Regions from separate parts of the Gossypium hirsutum genome. Here region 1 is linked to region 2. Evidence: chromatin contacts called from public Hi-C data. All regions are on one chromosome and are shown on one strand. The core of a region is the stretch at or near the end of the contact, and the rest is flanking DNA. Distances in the headings are between cores, read along the strand shown.

Region 1 (2,735 bases), core at 64-2,563, 210 kb after region 2:
CATCCATTACTAAATAAACAGGAGAATCGTAGCATATTGGTTTATATTAAAAATCGACCTTTAGTTTACCATACAGAGTATGAAGCTGCATGGCTCTATCTTTATCAAGTTGAGGCAGTAAAGCAGGCAACAACACGGCAAATGGAACTTGTTTTCCTCGATTCATAGGACTATTTGGCTGCTCTGCTCCGCTGGCCTGATGATTACTCAGCTTCTGTAATTTCGCATATTGTGATTCACTGTCTTGATTATTGGTTCTCTCAGGTTCACGCGAGATGGGACTTTTTTCAGTAGTCTGGCTCTGAATCCCAGTAGTTTGAGGAACTGGGGCAGGAATTTGTTCGGTCACTCCTTGTGGATGGTCCTCTTGGGGTTGTTTTTGTTGTGGTGGTAGACGACTATGTTCTTTTGGAACATCATTTGGCTGTTGCACTTGTTGCTGACTTCCAGTGACAACAGCTCCGTGCTGCTTTTGCTCTGATTCAGACAAAGTCTGCTGCTGTTGCTGTGCACTTTGAAGGACTTGTTGATTTTGAAAGTTGGAGTTTCCGTCTTGCCCCGAGGCCGGCCATTGCGCAACCGATTGACTGGAAGCTGGATTGCTTCCTTGAGACAGAACTGCTGTATTTTTTAAAACGTAGACACGGATGAAATTCCGAGGAGAACCAATTCATAACCAACAATTAACACAAAAGTAAGCTAATTATACTCTCAATTAAGAAATTTTAACCCTTAATAAACAAAAATTACTAAATTCCACTCTAAAGGTACTATTTATAAAACCAAATCTAGTCTCTTAGTCTGGAAAATTAGAAGCCAAATAAAAACGAAAACCAAAAAAATAAGAAAAGGATGATACCGATATTTGAACCAGACTGCTGAGAATTCGACGCATCGCCTTCAATGTCTCGATTCAACGCCGCCTGGAAAGCCTCAACGTCAGCTCCAGAATGCATAGACTCGTCCTATTAACAGTTTTTTAAGACAGAAATTGGAAAATCAGATTAAATAACCTTCACTTATTACGAATTCTAGAAAAATAGCGGAGAGTAAAAAAAAAATTCCAGAACAAAGAAAAACCTCTTCTTCTTCAAGGAGCTTCACTATGGAAGGGTCCATCACAAGTTATACCTGCAACCGGCTGCCGTTCTGCCTCGCCGGCTGCTCAGCGGGAATCGTTCAGCTTACAGGATTATAATTAAGTACAGTATTTCAAAAAAAAAAAGGATACTGAGAAGAAAAAAATATTTGAGAACTTCACAAAAGGTGAAAGAGTAGTTGTATACAGTGAATCGAGAAACCAAGGAAAGCGTCTACCGACGTTGTTCCTTAGCTTATATAGACTATAGGAGGCCTATACTAAAGCCCATGGCCAGGCCCAAATAAAAATTGATGTCTGTTTACTTTGGACTTCGCCCGAAAAATAAAATTAAAATTTTTCCTAAGTGTGACCTAATTCATCTGTATTAATTTTTTATATAATTTTTAAATATATATAATACATCAAAAATATTAAAAATATGAAAATAAATATTTTTCAATAAATTAGAAATAAATTTTAAAAAATATGTAGACTTAAATAACCCTAAGACAAATGCAACTTAACAAACGAATACCTCTAAAATAATTAAAAAATAACAAATGCCTTTAAAATAATAACAGAATTAACAATAAAATAAGTTTTATACAATATCCAAACAATAACAACAAAATAGTAACAAATAATAGTAAAATAATAGCAAAATAGAGAGAAAATAATATTTAAAAAAATAGCAAATTTTTTTGTCCTTTAGTGAATTCAGACCAAGCCGGGTCTGGCCCGAGTCAAAATGTCTTACTCGAGGACCGGCCCGGCCCGGCCTGTTTTTTAAACGGGTCTTCTTTTTTTTATCTAAGCTCATTTTTCGGACTTATATTTTTACCTAAACCCTCTTACATTTCAAACGAGCTTTCGGGTCGGACCGAGTAACCCGACCCATGATCAAGTCTAATTGTAGGTTTAAACCACAGTAGGAAGTCATTGGGGGTTTAATAAATGAAATTCGAACTCAATTTATCCATATCCACTTCAGTAAGTCAAATTTAAGTATTCGAATGTTTAAATTATATAATTAGGTATGTACTCAATTGGATTCTGGTTATTAAGATCTTTCTTGGAAGAACCTTTACCACCAGCTTCCACGGAGAGGTCTCGAGCTTGATTTAGAATTTTCCCCTTCAGTCCTTGTATATGTGAGAACCTGTCTTTAGTTTTATTTCCTTCTAAAGCTGAACCATCAATGTAACCTTTAGTTTCAGCTACAAACTTCTCTAAGCTTCCCATCTCAAAAATAAGAGACAATACTTCACCAGCAGCGATCCGCATGGATCGGTCATCATTATCTAGCAAACTAGACAAATAGGTAACGGACCTGCATAATTTCCCCAAGGCAGTCAGTCTCTTGGCCATGGGAGTTACTTGTTAGCCAGGTTTGTGTTGGTATATTATTGTAGGACCATAATTCAAATCAACGAAGCTCATTGACTCGCATTTTTGAGGTTTAAATAATTTGTCTACGCTACATATGAACAAAGGGATTGTAAAGAAACTAAATTTCTGGATGAAAAGAATAAACAGCATATGAACTAGAGAGTTAACTCACTCTTGCCAAAGTTTGGGGCTAGGTCTCCAGCCATCCATGGTAGTCAAGAGAAACGACCAGGAAGACACAGCTGTTGTTATTATAGGTGCAGAA
Region 2 (2,745 bases), core at 115-2,614:
TTTACAGATGAATTTAACTCAGTAGACGATTCAATCTAAAATACATAATAAAGCCAATGACAATTGCTGTTGAAAACAAATTTCTTTAAATATGCAAACTTGAATTATTGTCCTTTTGAGGCGTTTAATCAAACAGGTAACGGGTGGATTGACTGGTAAAGAGACGCACATGAAAGGCAAAAACCAAGCTAATAATCTTTACGAACCTTGGATGAGGGGACCCCTTGATTGGTTTCTGCCCATATTTTCTCCATGAATATTCATCAGGAGGAATATCAGCCGTCTTGTTGCTAATAGCTGGAACTCTAATGACCTTCTTCAATTTTGATTTCCTAATAAAAGTTCAATCAAAAGGTTCAGACTTTCAGAATAAAATCAATTAAACGATCCAAATTGTATGAATGACCCAGAAAATCTAAGAAACCAACCTTTTCTTGGAGCAATGGCAACGGCGAGAGAATGAACCATATTTAAGAGCAGCACCATCCAATGAATTGCACTTCCTTTTCAAAGAGGAAAACAATGGAGGTTTGCCAGAAGAAGGGACGTGAGAAGGACTAGTAAATTGGAAACCGGATGGCTGAAAGCTATCAGTATTTCCTGTTGAGGAAGAAATAAATGAATTCCCAGCAGACAAAGTACGCGAAGATGAGAAATTTATGGTACTAGGCGATTCGTTTCTTTCCAAAACACCAATCTTTGCTATCAAAGGAGGACTTCTTTTACTCTGGGGGCGACTATGAGGCAAAGGAGGCAACCTATAACTTGGGGTCAAACAAAAAGGCTTAAAAGCAGACACTTGATCTTTGGTTACTTGAAAAGAAGAAGACGCTGTCTCTGGCTCTTGAATCTTCTTCGAAGCTTGTTCTGTATCTTGGTTTGGGTGAAGAACAGGGGCTCGTCTAAATCGAGCATGGCCGATTCTCGGTCGATCCAATAAAGAAATAACCTCTTTGAAAGAGTTAACAGTCTTATCTGTAACAGCTTGGATATCCATGGCTGACTCTGCTGAACCTGATGGAGCAGCAGTTTTAATAGAAACATCTGGATTGAAAAGCTCTTGATTTTTAGACATCAACGTTATCAATTCTTCAACACCCTGAATCCCAGAATTTGCAGCTTCTTTCAAAGCAGTTTCCGCCACTTTTCTTGCAAAACTACCACCACCATCACCGCCGTATACCATCTTCAATTCCACGGTCATCTTTGTTCATCAAACGAAAAAAGAAAACCCAAACCCACCAAAAGTCTGATAACCCGAAGAAGAATCAAACCAGTTTTATAGATTTACAGAAAACCAAGGTTTGATATATTTAGGATAGGAGAGGGAAAATGAATTGAAATAATAATGTCAAAATGATGAAAGTAATAAGAAGAAAAGCTCAAAAGAGAAGAGAGTCAAACTTAATGCCTTCCGTTACATATTACCGTCGAACTCATCACCCAATCATTTCATTCCACGTATTAAAATTGCTGTCGGCACCTTGACCAACTTGGGTCCCATCACAACGGGAATTTTAATTTTAAAAGTCAAAGGGCGATGAATGACCGTTGGATGAGATGACCAGGTGAAATTGGGAATTCTATTTTGGTTGGAGACAGTGAGGCAGTGGAGTTGACTTTTAACAGCTTTAATTAAAGAACTAACATAAAAAGTCGTTCGTGGGACCATTTTTACCGGAAACTGGAAGAAACGTCAAACTTTCGTCCCACAAAGTCATATGGGATTCTTTCAAAGTGGGGCCATTGCTGCCCTTCGATTTAGCATCATATAACTGTTTATAAAGATTGGTCTTTTTCTTTTCTCATCATCATTTGAGCTCAACTTTGACAAATGATTTTTTTTTTCTGGAATATATCTTTTGGAAAGTCCTAATCAAATTTAAATAAATATAACACGTTTAGCAATTAAATTAAGTCAATGTTGACAGGCACGTCCATTGGAAAAACCTTTCTTTTTCTAAAATTAAAATAAAATCATATCAATGGCTGAAAAAAAAGTTCATTTTGAATAAGGTATTCTCAAACTTTATTAAAAAAATTATTTTAGCTTTTTATTTAATTTTTCATCTCTTTTAATTCTTTAATTTGCGTTTTTATCAAATCATCTTAAAATAGATGAAAAAATTGAGATTCTTTAATTTTGTTGACGTGATATATATATGGATTGTCAAGTAAATGATATGTCAACATCTAATTAATTTTTTTAAAATATTAAAATATATTTTTTGTAATTCTTAGACTTTTTAAATAATTTTAATGATTTTTATTTTTTAAAAATAGTTTATATTTTTTTGAATTTTTAAATTTTAAAAAATTAATTAAATATTGACGTGTCAACCATATGGAAACCAACGTCAACAAAGTTAAAAAAAACCTTAACTTCTCCATTCATTTTGGGGTGTTTTGAAAAAAAAAAACAAGTTTAAGGACTAAAAAAGAAGAAAATTTTAATGAAGGGTTAAAATAATTTTTTTATAAACCAAATAAATCATTATGCTTTTGAATAATGATATGCTAAGATGTTCATGAGAACTTTTGTTCTTAAATTAAATAAAGTTTAATTTACACAATTAGTAAAAAGTATCATGGTTAACACAATTTTTGTTAACACCCCACATCTGACCCAGTCACTATATACAAATTTATAACGTCACATTACATTATCGAAGCAACTCAAGATAACTTTCTTCTTAATCACATTATTCAATGCACAAATATCGTTCAAATAGATTCAATCATCCA

Evidence for each region. A called contact is a pair of places that touch in the nucleus more often than the background predicts.
Region 1: a Hi-C map of leaf shows a contact between it and region 2, with 3 times the contacts expected there. The contact joins the promoter of LOC107941920 here to the promoter of LOC121202798 in region 2. A contact is called at or near these places in 4 of 34 Hi-C or Micro-C datasets (hypocotyl and leaf).

The regions. Positions count from the first base shown.
Region 1 is chrA05:29,601,113-29,603,847 of Gossypium_hirsutum_v2.1, forward strand. LOC107941920 (transcription initiation factor TFIID subunit 4b) reads right to left here and starts at 1,314. Exons shown (of 14, transcript XM_016875546.2): 1 at 1,081-1,314; 2 at 860-965; 3 at 59-618. The coding sequence starts at 1,119. It also overlaps the pseudogene LOC107941917.
Region 2 is chrA05:29,395,283-29,398,027 of Gossypium_hirsutum_v2.1, forward strand. LOC121202798 (probable WRKY transcription factor 7) reads right to left here and starts at 1,365. Exons shown (of 3, transcript XM_041112137.1): 1 at 429-1,365; 2 at 207-332. The coding sequence starts at 1,204.